2 separate regions of the Sus scrofa genome follow, and region 1 is linked to region 2. Evidence: chromatin contacts called from public Hi-C data. All regions are on one chromosome and are shown on one strand. Each heading gives the region's core, a stretch centred on a gene start, on an enhancer-like site or on the middle of the called end of the contact. The rest is flanking DNA. Distances are from core to core; before and after follow the strand shown. Region 1 holds the start of RRM2 (ribonucleoside-diphosphate reductase subunit M2). Region 2 holds the start of PDIA6 (protein disulfide isomerase family A member 6).

Region 1 (6,570 bases), core at 1,528-4,027, 620 kb after region 2:
AGGAAGCCTCTGCCTTCTTATACATCTGCCAGATGTCATGGTATTCTATAGGAAAGATGACAAAGCGCCGGGGGTTTTCTCTCAGGAGCGGCTCGTCCTCCACGCTGGGGGCCGAGAGCTTAGGGTTCTGTCGGGGGGAAAGCAGTGAAAACATTAAGGAGCGGGCAGACGATGAAATTGTCATTTTTCCAGTCAGGTCACGTACACCCAATGATCGGGAATTTCATGGGGTTGAATCTAGGGTCGCTGTCAGGTATGTGGCCTATACACGAAACAGCAGGACTATATGTGGGGAAATAGGCCATGCCCCCCCTGGGTGAATGATCGGGAAGAGACTTGGCGGGAAAGGAGAGCGGGCCCGGGTGGGTGGGGGCAGGCTTTGAAAGGAGACAATGAGGCTTTGGCGCCAAGCGCAGGCTCCTCCCGGCTCCGCCTTCCTGCAGCGCCCCCTCTCCGGGCGCCCCCCGTTCGCCTACGCACCGGCTCGGCGGGCTCCTGGAAGATCCTCCTGGCGGTCTTGCTGGCCAGCACGCGGGTCCCGCTGAGGGTCGGGGGCTGCAGGGAGACGCGTGGTGAGGGGCCCGCCCGCGTCCCACAGGACCCCACCGCCCCGTCCCGACCCCCGGCCCCCGCGCCCGCGCGCTCACAGTGTTCTCCTTGTCCGCCAGGCTGAGCCCTTTCAGGGGCGAGAGCTGGAGCTGCTGCGGGTCGGCGATGGTGGCGAGAGGGACGCGGACGGAGAGCATGGCGACGCGCGGAGGGGCAGGTGAGGCGAAGGCGCAGGTCCTGGGATGCGAGCCCCAGCCCGGCCCGCAGGGGAATTTAAAGCATCCTGAGCGCTCATTGGGCGGAGCCGCCGCTGGCCACGCCCCTCGCGATTCAAGCGCCGCGCGGGATCTCAGGCCGCCCCTGCCCGCCGGGGACCCTCGGGACCGACCCCTCCCAGGCCTCCGGGGGCCGCCGGGTGGGCAGGGGGAGCCACTGCCCGGCTCCCCGAGGGCCCCACTGGACAAAGGCTGCAGCCCCTGCGCGTCTCGGTGGCCTGGCGCGCGCGGGCACTCGCTGGGGCCGGACGGTTTGGGATTGAATGAAACAACGCGATTGGAGCCCGCCAGGCGCCGGAGAGCGGGAGCTGACACCCCACCCCACAGAGCCCCACCTCTCCGAAAACGTCTCTCGGACCGGTTTCGCGGTTCTGGGCGAGAGGTTTTGCAAATGAGGTTGGTGCAAAGGCCAGTAAAACGGCCCCGGCAGCGAGGGAAGCGCCATGGCTGCGACGATTTACATACGTGTACTTGGGGGAGGGGTACAAGGTCCCTGAGGTGTGGGGTGCTCAGCGGGGACCGTGGCGCCTAGCATTTAGGGCCGCTGGCTTCAGAGTCCCGGGGTGCAGTTGCTGTGTCACTAGGACAGGTCACCCGACTTAAAGAATTGGTGCGCTGGTAGCTCTACCTAACCTGTGGGATTCCTAAGAAAATGAGAGGATTAAGTGAGACCATTCATGTAAAATGGGAAGCTCTTTGGAAACCTTCACATTAACAGGAAGGGCCTTTGGTGCAGTTTCCCGCTGAAATCGTGTCTGCTTTCAGACCACTGTCCTCTGTGTCAATATTGTTTTAAAAATGGCAAACTAAGCAAAACCTCCTGGGAAAGAGTCCAGTGTGTGCTTGAAGAACTAGAAATTCATGTACTGCTTATTGGGCATCCAAGATCCTGGAGAGGGGGTTGAAAACCTCCATGGGGGAGGGGGGGATTCGAACTAAGTAAAAGTGTCCATTTTACTTTGTACATGATCTTTCAGATTTGCCATAGATTTTGCCCTGAATGTGGCAAAATTCAAGAAATGATTGCAGAGGAAGCAGTGTTAAGGAGTTCCCATCGTGGCTCCCTGGTAACGAACCCGACTAGTATCCATAAGGACACGGGTTCGATCCCTGGCCTCGCTCAGTAGGGTAAGGATCTGGCGCTGCGATGAGCTGTGGTGTAGGTCCCCAGACGTGGCTTGGATCCTGCGTTGCTGTGGCTGTGGTGTCGGCCGGCAGCTGCAGCAGCTCCAATTAGACCCCTGGCCTGGGACCCTCCATATGCCACGGGTACGGCCCTAAAAAGCAAAAAAAAAGAGCTTCGCATCTCTTAGACAAAACAACTAAGACTCTGGTCTATCTGTTTTAAAGCAGCTCACAGACATTGTCGATTTCCCCTTACTTCAGCATGCACTTTCAGAAAATGGATATTTTTATTGATAGAGGTGTGATGGTTTTATCAGCCACCATAAAACGATCGCAATTATCAGTGATTCTCTGTCCTTCTCTAATCCTCAATGTCGGGTAATTAATACCTGAAGTCCTCCTTTGGGTTGCTGTTCCAGGCACCATGTGCTTTTTAGCTCCTGTTATATTCCGTGTGTACAGGAACCATAAAGTATAACTCGGTGAACTAGCCAGAAACCGTGACTTCTTTTTCGGTTGAACTGCCACGAGGCAGGGGGAAAAGTCGCCATCCTCTCCTTCACCTCCTCCCACCTCTGAGTCATTTGGGAGGTCCCATCCCCTCCCCCCCAGGTCGGGTTTTTACCGCTCTCGCTTTACAAAGGAGGAAGCAGGGGCAGAAGGCTACGTGACTCTGCGGGGAGGTCAAGCCGGGAGGAGGCAGCGGGGCCTGGCTTCTGGTAGGCAGGGCCTCCTCTCTCGCCTGGGTCCCGGAGAGGAAAAGGCCGGGCGGGACGTGGCGGCCCATTCCCCGGAAGAGAGAGCGCCCTCCGCTGCTGCCTAGGGCCGGGCGCTGGAATCTGACCAGGAATCTTCCTGGCTTCCCTCTGCGCCTGTTTGACAGCTGCTCCACGATTGGCCAGTAGGACAGAGACTCCGCCCCCAACCTCCGAGAGGAGGCGCTCATTCGAGCCTTCGGGATCCCACGCCAGGCCACCGTAAGCCCCGCCCCCGCTTCCGGTCCTGCGGTCGCGCGGGGAGAAGTTGTACTTTTAGCATCTAGGGCGGGCGGGTTTGGTGGCCTCTTAAGAGGCGCCTCACCCTACCCCAGCACTCATCACCTATATACGGGACACCGCGCTGGTAATGACACTGACGTCGGTAACTCCACAGCCCCTGGGCCCCTGGACCACGTGATTAACACTTAAAATGCAAAGGACAGTGTGAGGTTCTCTTGAGATCAAGGTCTGAGAGGCAAGGAGAATGTCCAAGGTTATACGGTTCCTAAAACTGCCCAGCTAGAACTTTCCTCTCCCAATTTTTGTTAATAATGTTTTCGGAGTTCCCCTTGTGACTCAGCAGTAACGACTAGTATCCATGAGGATGTGGGTTCCATCCCTGACCTTGCTCAATGCGTTAAGGATCCAGCGTTGCCGTGTAGATCACAGACACCGCTGGGGTCTGGCATTGCTGTGTCTGTGGGGCAGGCCAGCAGCTGGAGATCTGATTTGACCCCTAGCCGGGGAAACTCCATATGCTACAGGTGCAACCCTAAAAAGCAAAAGCAAAAAAATAAATAAATAAAGTTTTCAACAAACAGAAAAACAAAAGAATCCTACAGTCTTCACCCACCACCTGGGATTCAGTGGTTGTTTCCATTTTGCCTTATTGCTTTCTCTTTCTGGACGTGGGAGGCTTTAGTTTTTTCTGGATCATTTGAAAGTGGGTTGTAGAAAGGACACTTCATCCCCAGATATTTCAGCATGTTGCGGCATATAACTCTTAAAAATAAAAACATCCACTAACGTAACCACAACATCATATTCAGACCTAAGAAAACCAGCATTAATTCTCTAACATCACCTAATAGCTTCTAGTCCATAAGCAAATTTTCCCCAGTCGTTTCAAATGTGTCTTTTAATTCATTCACTTTTTATTCAGGATCCTGTTTAGCACATGCATTACATTTGTCCACTGTATCTTTTTAGTCTCTTTAAAATCATATCAAATGAGCTTTATTTTTTGTTCTTTGATTTTTTTTTTTTTTTTAATCTGCAGAGTGGTGGACGTGACAACAAAGTCAGTTACATGCAGTGGCATCAAGACAGTGGTTGTTTGTATAGTTGTTCTTAGGCCCCCCCCCCCGTCTGTCGCTTTTTTGTTTTTGTTTTTGTTTTTTGCTTTTTAGGGCTGTATTCAAGGCATATGGAAGTTCCCAGGCTAGGGTTCAAATCAGAGCTGCAGCTGCCAGTCTACACCACAGCCACAGCAACACGGGATCTGAGCCACATCTACGACCTATACCACAGCTCACAGTAACACCAGATCCTTAACCCACTGAGCGAGGCCAGGGACCGAACCTGCATCCTCATGGACACTAGTTGGGTTCCTTACCACTGAGCCACAACGGGAACTCCATTAGTCTCTTGAATTTGAACAACCGTACTTTGTTTTTAGCCCATGATATTGGCTGTGTGATGTTCAGGCCACTTTTCTTGTGGACTGTCTCACGTTCTACATTTGCCTGATGTGTCTTCAGAGTGTCATTTAACTTGTCTTTCTGATCACTGTATTTACTGTAAACTAGAAGTTGGATCTAAAGGTTTTATTACATTGGGCTTATATTTTTTGCATGTGGTTAAAATATACATAAGCTAAAAAAAATACATAAGCTAAAATTTACCATTTGAACCTTTTTTTTTTTTGTCTTTTTGCTGTTTCTTGGGCCGCTCCCGAAGCATATGGAGGTTCCCAGGCTAGGGGTCAAATTGGAGCTGTAGCCTCCGGCCTACGCCAGAGCCACAGCAACACAGGATCCGAGCCATGTCTGCAACCTACACCACAGCTCACGGCAATGCTGGATCCTTAACACACTGAGCAAGGGCAGGGACTGAACCCGCAACCTCATGGTTCCTAGTCAGATTTGTTAACCACTGCGCCACGACGGGAACTCCCATTTGAACCATTTTTCAAGTGTGCCCTTCAGTGGCATTAAGCACAGTGACAGTGTTATGCAAACATCACCACCATCATCTCCAGAACTTTTTATCCTAAACTGAAACTGTCCCCATGAAACCCTAACTCCCCATTACGCCCTCCCATCAATCTCATGACCACCATTCTGCTTCCTGTCTATATGAATATAAGTACCTCATGCAAGTGCAGTCTTACAGTATCTGTTCTTTTGTGTCCAGCTTTTTTTTCAGTTGGTGTAAAGTTTTCAACATTCATCCATGTTGTACCTGGTGTCAGAATTTCATTCTTTTTTTTTTTTTTTTAGGGCTGCATTCCACGGCATATGGAAGTTCCCAGGCTAGGGGTTGAATCGGAGCTGCAGCTGCGGTCTTATACTGCAGCCACAGCAACTCGGGATCCGAGCAGCATCTGTGAACTACACTGCCACTTACCGCGATGCTGGATCCTAACCCACTGATTGGGGCCAGGGATAGAACCCGCATCCTCATGGATACTAGTCAGGTTTGTTACCACTGAGCTACAATGGGAACTCCTCATTCTTTTTTTCTTTTCTTTTTAGGGCCACACCCGTGGCATATGGAGGTTCCCAGGCTAGGAGTCAAATCGGAGCTACAGCTGCCAGCCTACACCACAGCCACAGCAACACAGGATCCTTAACCCACTGAGCGAGGCCAGGGATCAAACTGGCAACCTCATGGTTCCTAGTCGGATTCGTTAACCACTGAGCCACGACAGGAACTCCTATCCCATATTTCATATGATCTCATTTCGTAATGATTCCCTCTCTGCAACCCGTTGGCCCCTTCCCTCCGGGGAGTCCTTTAGTTTCCCAGCCACTAGGACTAGGAGCAAGGTCAACCCTCCTCAAAGCTGAGCTGCTGGCTCCAGGGGACCTCCTTCTTCTTTCTGAACTTGACATTCTGCTCTCAGAACTTCAGGATCCTCAGATCCTCTGTTGAGGAAAAAGCATTCTCGGGAAGCAGACAGACGGAATACTCCATCTCAGGAGTGACTTGTTAGGAGTTCCTTTTGTGGCTCAGTGGTAACAAACCCGACTAGTGTCAATAAGATGTGGGTTCGATCCCTGTCCTTACTCAGTGGGTCAAAGGATCTGGCAGCTCTGATTCGACCTGTAGCCTGGGAACATCCATGTGCAGCAGGTGCAGCCCTAAAAAAAAAAGTGACTCGTTAGCAGCGGAAGTCCAAGAACAGGCAGTGGGCTGAGGTGGGGGTTGGGTCTGCCTTCCTCTGCCCTGCAGACTCTCTGAGGACCCCCCAAACCTGCCAAGGACCTGCCCCTGCCCACGTCTCTCTCCCCCTTTGAAAATAGCCCCCCACCTTCCCCAGGGCCTTCATCCCTCCCTCCTCCAGGCAGACCTGCCCTGGTCTTCCTGGGCCTGGAGTCTTCCAGCGTGCCTCCCCTGCAGGCTGAGTCTGAAGGAGAGGGTTTCCCATGGATTGACCTGAAAAAGAATAATAAGAATGGAAGGCCACAGTTTTGCAGGCCTAAATTTAGTTTATTTCCTGACCAACTTAGCTTCCTATTGGCTCTTACTGAAAAATTTCTTCTTCTTTTATTTTTTGGCCACCCCAAGGCACGTGGAAGTTCCCAGGCCAGAGATCAGATCCGAACCGCAGCTGTGACCTAAGCCACAGCTGCAGCAAC
Region 2 (6,671 bases), core at 2,667-5,166:
CAGTTCCTCCCTCTGGCTTTCATATCATCCACTTCTAAGCAGGTGTAACACACAGGAGACTCTTCCCTGGAGGTACTTATTCTCTCCCAGCCATAGCCTTCCTTTCCTCTCCTTTTAGGATGGAAGAAGTGCTTACAGGAACTTGGGGATGACAGACAAGGGCGGACAAGCAGCAAATCCCAGGAAGAGCCTTGTGGGGGTGGGGGCCGGAAATGATAAGCGAAGGAAAGTTTATTCATCACCATCCCCACCTCCACTTTAAAAATTTCTGGGGAGGGAGTTCCCATTGTGGCTCAATGGGTTAAGAATCCAACTAGTATCCATGAGGATGCAGGTTAGATTCCTGGCCTTTCTCAGCGGGTTAAGAGATCTGGTGCTGCCTCCCGCTGCAGTGTAGGCTGCAGACACGGCTCAGATCTGGTGTTGCTGTGGCTGTGGTGCAGGCCGGCAGCGGCAGCTCCGATTGAACCCCTAGCCTGGGAACTTCCATACACCTCAGGTGTGGCCCTAAAAAAGACAACAAACAAACAAACAACAATTTCTGGAGAAAGCGCATTCAAAGCTAGCATCTATTACTTATTTATTATTATAGTAATTATTACGAACCATAGGAAGGGTGGTGGGAATTTGAGTTACTAACTCTGCTCCCTGTCCTAGAAGAAAATCAGGCATTCTGAACAGTCCTTTCTTGCCCTTTAAAGCATTTGTTTTATTCTTTTCTGGTTGGCGATCAAGCCTTTGAGGGCAGAACAAGATGAGGAGCCTGCTGTACGTCAGAAAATATTAGCGCTGTCCTTTCTGCCTTTTCTGAGAACAATGGCCCAGAGCTGGCGTTTGATCATCTCAGCTTCCAGCCAAAGCCAGCAGGACTTTTTAAAATTGTCTCCAATCTCGGTCGCCCAATGCTGGAACACTGCATTCTTATTTACTGAGCTCCCAAAGAGCCATGCTGAAAGAGGGCCCAATGGAAATTTAGTTATGTAAAAATGTTTTAATCATTTATTCTTAAAACTCACAGTGTTGATAAAAGACAGGTGTAGCGGAGTTCCCGTCGTGGCACAGTGGTTAACGAATCCGACTAGGAACCATGAGGGTGCGAGTTCGATCCCTGGCCTCGCTCAGAGGATTAAGGATCCGGCATTGCTGTGGCTGTGGTGTAGGCCGCTGGCTACAGCTCGGATTCAACCCCTAGCCTGGGAACCTCCATATGCCACGGGAGCGGCCCAAGAAATAGCAAAAAGACAAGAAAAAAAAAAAAAAAAAAGGTGTCGCTGTGGAGACAGGTCCTTGTCCACCTGCTAGGAGGGCTGGTCAGGACTCTGCACGCATGGCGCATGCGCATGAGCCCCGTCCTCGCCAGGCGCATCTCCTTGCCCCACTGGGAACCTTCTTCCGCATCAGACTCCCTCAGGCAGAGCAAACTGCTGGTTTATTCGGTGATCCCAGAGCACTTTCAATATATGCCTTCCCGGTCGCTTTTTACTGACCTGCCTCCCGCATTGCGCAAGGTACATGTCACTTGAAATGTGGCCAGTGTGGCGTTCCGCTGTGACACAATAGGAGCTTCAGCATCTCTGCAACACCTGGACGCAGGTTTGATCCCTGGCCCGAAACAGTGGGTTAAATAATCCGGCGTTGCCACAGCTGCGGTATAGGTCACACGTGCAGCTCAGATCTGATCCCCGGCCCAGGAACCCCATATGCAGTGGGGCAGCCAAAAAGAAAAAATAGATATATGGCCAACCTAATTTTAGCCATGCTGTAAGCATAAAATGTATGCTGAGTTTCAAAGACTTGGTATGAAAAAAAGGAATATAAATAGCTCATTAATCTTTTTTTTGGTTCTTTTTTTTAATTTTATTTTTATTTTAGGGCCCCACCTGCGGCATATGGAAGTTCCCAGGCTAGGGGTTCAATCAGAGCTACAGCTGCCCGCCTACACCACAGCCACACAGGATTGGAGCTCTGTCTGTGACCTACACTGCAGCCCACCACAATGCCAGATCTATAACCCACTGAGCGAGGCTAGGGATCAGACCCACATTCTCATGGATACTAGTGGGGTTTGTTACCGCTGAGCCACAACGGGAACTCCATCATTAATCATTTTTAACATGATTACATGAGGAAGTGATAATGTTTGGGTATCTGGGAGTAAACTATATTATTAAAATTAATCTCTTTACTTTTTTAATGTGGCTACTGGAAATTTTTAAATTCCATGTGTGGTCACAGCTCAGGTTATATTTCCACTGGACAGCTCTGTTCTAGGACAATGCTTGTCAGATTTGTTTTTTATTATCACCCCTCTAAGGAGACTTTTAGACGTTTCTTCTCTCCCTGAAATTTGAAAAACACAGATACAGTGTATATCTGTTTATGTAGTTAGGCCCTTGTAACATCTAAGATTTTTGCATTTTTCTGCCCCAAGAACCTTGGAAGCAATATTTCCCATGTTGAAAGTGCATGTTTTAGAGGATGGTGGCTTTGTAAGATGGGAGGCCCCAGGGTCCCTGTGTCACCACATGGAAAGCTGCTCCCCAATGAGAGTGGGAACAAAGCGATTACAGAATAAGCCACTGAGATTTTAGGGTTGTCCCTAAAAATTTACCCTGATCATCAAGAGTTTACAACAGCATCAATAAACCCCAAGAAATCTTACAGAATCAAAAATCAGACATCTACATGGCTCAGTCTACGTCTGATCTTAATGTCCCACCATGTCACACAGCCCTCAGCACCACCCCATCATCTAGCACCTGCTGCCAGCTTCCTCTTCATGGCCTCAGTTCCCTCTCCTGTGCCCTCCTCACTCCCCTTGCTCCCTGTGTCCAGAATGGACTTTCTCCTGTTTGCCTGGCACATCTTCCAGACTCAGCTCTAGTGCCCCTTCTTCCAGGAAGCCCTATATGCCTTCACCATTCCCGGACCTCGGGGTGCCCATAAACGCTTTGGCGGGAATCTGAGCTACTCTGTGCATTAAGCACTACGGAGAAATAAACCATTGGTAATACAAAACCCAAAATGCTTGAGTCCATTCTAAACAGAAAAGAGGAAATCAGAGCGGAAAGATACTGCCATCTGAGCCTGTTACGCTTAAAATATTTCACTTTTGCAAATTTTACAAAACACATGGCCATTTGAACTCACTGCTAGGGCCCCTTGGGGAGGAGAAGTAAACCGCACAAGAGAGAAGTCCTGAAGCTTAAGCCCCACGGGGTTTCTACTGAGAATGAGGGCCCCTCTGAAAAGCTAAGCAGTCCTGGGCCTTGGTTAGCGGAACTTTTAAAGTAATTCGCCAAAATACTTGTTGAATTGTGTTATATACAGTATGTGCTTTGTAGGTGCCTTATGACTGAATACTTGTCCGGGCACGAGGAAAATTAATATGTCATTTTAATAAGGTCGTAGATGCATCGCGGGCCCCAAGAAACTTATCCTCCCTGTGGACAAAGACGGTAAGGGGTGGGGAGTGGAGGGAAGCAAGGGGCGAGTGAGGGCTGGAAAAGGGCTCGTTAGAGTCAAGCGAGGAAAGAGAGAGTCCCAAGGATCGGAGAGAGAAAACAATCACTGTAGTCAGAAAAGTACAGCAAGCCCAGGAGCGGCGAGCGAGAGGGAGAAGGAGCGGCTGGCCAACCCCGCCCCCAAGCAAGTCCCTCCTTCCGCCGCTCGCCCCGCCCCCGCCAAACCCAAACGCGTAACCTCTACCCGGCCGCCTCTCATTGGCCATGCAAATGAGCGAAGTCTGCCGGGACCAATAAGCCGCGGCCACGGCTTGGCGAGCGTCTTCCGGCCCGCCCCCGCCGCACCGCCCAGCGGCTGCCTTGAGGGCCGAGGGCGGGACGCGGGGCGGCGGGGGCGCGGCGCGGCAGAAGTGAGGTGGTGGCTGGACTGCACGACGGCGGAGGTGCTCGGCATGGCTCGCCTGGTCCTCGGTAAGCGCGGGCTCCCCCGTCCAGGGGGCAGCGGGAGAGCTCGGAACCCCCACGGCGGGCCGTGACCCGGGGAGCGGGCGGGCGCGTGGCCTCGATCCGGCCCGCGCAGAAGTGGGGGATCGCGGGCCCGGCCCACGCGGGGGACGCAGTAGGGGAAGCCGCGGGGCGGTAAGGGAGCTCCGCGGCCTTGGGGTGGGGGTGGGGGAGCGGGGGCGCCGGCTGCCCTGGGCCGGAGCCCCCCCGAGCGGGATCTAGGGCAGACGAGCAGGGCGCGTGCGGAGGTGAGGGCGCCCTTGGGGGCGGCCGTATCCCACCCGGCGGGAGCGTGTGCGCGAGCGCGGCGGGGAGGAGGAGCCCTGGGGCTGGGCTCGAACCCAGGGCGCCGGGACAGCCCCGCTCCCGGGTACGAGTGCCCGGTGCCGGGCTCCGGTGAAGGGGCGGCGACTGGAGGCCGGGGCGTGAGCTAAGGCCCGGAGCTGCGTTTGAGCCGCTGGGACCAGCTCTGGCTGATCCCTGGCGGATATTGAGTTTGGGCGGGTTCTGGGCCTCGAGCGTGTACCGGGAGGGTCTTGTCCTCACCACCTGTTTTATGGAATTCTCACTCCCCTCTCCCCCCAAAAATTGAACCATCATAAACCTTGTCCGGATAGTTTCATTAAAAAGGGACTAGTACCTCCCTAAAGCGGGTCTTAGGATGCAAGAGCACTTGAAATGTGATTGAACTTTTAAAAACTAAATTCAAGGCCGACTTTCCTGACTTAGTAAATGTCTTAGAGACCGCAGTGAGTGGGGTTGTGGATCCGTCCCGTCTCAGGGCTCTCCCTGGGCTCAGGCAAGGCGCTCTGACGGTGGTTGTGTGAATACTCTGGACCCACGGTTTGAGCAAGGTTTGAGTCCCAGGCCTCCGTCCCCGAATCTACGAGTTGTGTGAGTGGGAGCCAGTTACTTAACTGCTCCGGGCTAGTACTCCACAGAGTTGTTCTCAGGATCAGTGAGATTGTATATGTCCAAAGAGAGTTAAAAAAAGATGGAAATATTTGCTGTATTAGTGCAGAAAGAATAGAGGAGGGAGAAGGAACTTACTTCTCTTTGGTTGCCTGCAAGTGAATTCAGACAAGTCTCCAAATGACTCTGTGATTCATTCAGTTAGCTCATTATTTTAATACATGTAATCAGCCTTTGGGGGAGTCCTCTTGGTTTCTAGATTCCTGCTTTGAGACATGTAGTCTTGCTAACAGGTGTGGGACAGAAATGTTACTGACGCGGATTTATAGCATCCTTATCCGCAGTGGAGGAATAACGGGAGGCCACAGATGGCAAAACCATCTGCTCGCATAGACTCCAGACACTCGAATGTTCCATTTGTGCTCATTATCAGTGAGTGGAAGGACCATGTGAAATTTAGAAAGAGAACATTACTGGTCAGCATTAACCTACTTTAGCATCTTAAGTGGGCTCAGGGTTTTTTGTTTTCTTGAGGGGTTTTTGAAGAGGGTAATTACCGACTATTATGCAGTCAGAATTTGTACATCCTTTTTTTTCTTTTTTTTGGTTTTTAGGGCCGCACTTGCGGCATATTGGAGGTTCCCAGGCTAGGGGTCCAATCAGAGCTACAGCTGCTGACCTACGCCACAGCCACAGCAACGGCGGATCCTTAACCCACCGAGCAAGGCCAGGGATCGAGCTTGAAATCTTGTGGTTACTAGTCAGATTCGTTTCTGCTGCGCCACAACGGGAACGCTGGAGTTTGTACACCTTTTAGTGCTTTTCTGAGCATCATATTTGATTTCCTTCTAACCCTGCCACATCTTACTGCCCTTTAAGGGAATTAGGTCTTGAACCTTTATTATCAAGACATTTCCATGGATAGCCATTCCTAAGCAGGGGAGGTGCTTGTGGGAAGCAGGCCACTTTAAAGATGAGTAACAAAAGTCCAGCGCCATTGCGGGGGGGCTCCCGGGGGCTCCTGTCCGTGTTATACTGAGTGTCAGCAGTCAGGACCATCTGAATGGGAAGGAAGTACGTTCCTGAGGTAGAAAGTCCCGCCCTGTCCTTTGATGACTCCAGCCTGCTTGAAAGTCTGAAGGGGAGAGGACACGCCGCCGTCTGCGGGTGCCTGTCCTTGGGGTGCACTCCTGCGAGCTCCGGTCCTTTGGTTAAAATGTGGGGTTGAATAACCATGTACTTTCTGACTGTGTGGCCTTAGGCCAATGACCCGTTCACTGTCTCCGTTTCCCGGGCTAAGGTGGGCAAGGGGACGCAGACCCCTTAGCGTGAGTGACTAAGTGGTACCTAGTCATCTAAGTGTTAGGCTGAGCTAGGGTGGCAGTTTCGGGAGGGTCGTTGGATACACAGACAGATAGCAAAATGTCAGCCGTACCCCAGTCCCCCTTGCGAGAGTTTCTCTTAAGGAAATCATATTTATTTGAGGAGGGGAAAAGTATTGGAATTTTTAGCATTGGCCTGGTAATAATGCAGAATTGGAAACCATCAAATTATGTCAGGAGCGGATTGGCAACGTGATACCGCCATTGCAAATGGTTACGTGGGGGGACTCGATACCGTAGTTACTTAGGTAGAATCCGTAACTTCTTATGAGTGAAGAAAGGATTCGGAAGCGAGTGTCAGGATGTCCAGTGAGGTCCCGTTTATTTACACAGAGTTTAGAGCTCCGCGTGGTACAGAGAGAGGTCAGTAAGAAGACCCACCAGCGTACCAGTCGTTCATTCTAGTGGG

Evidence for each region. Hi-C and Micro-C count contacts between places; a contact is called where the count stands out from the background.
Region 1: a Hi-C map of liver shows a contact between it and region 2, with 3 times the contacts expected there. The contact joins the promoter of RRM2 here to the promoter of PDIA6 in region 2. A contact is called at or near these places in 1 of 5 promoter capture datasets (liver) and 1 of 47 Hi-C or Micro-C datasets (liver).

Annotation. Positions count from the first base shown.
Region 1 is chr3:126,364,368-126,370,937 of Sscrofa11.1, forward strand. RRM2 (ribonucleoside-diphosphate reductase subunit M2) reads right to left here and starts at 2,778. Exons shown (of 11, transcript XM_021087850.1): 1 at 2,575-2,778; 2 at 648-786; 3 at 481-555; 4 at 1-127. The coding sequence starts at 746.
Region 2 is chr3:125,748,163-125,754,833 of Sscrofa11.1, forward strand. It overlaps PDIA6 (protein disulfide isomerase family A member 6), which reads left to right and starts at 3,917. Exons shown (of 13, transcript NM_001195119.1): 1 at 3,917-3,935. The coding sequence starts at 3,917.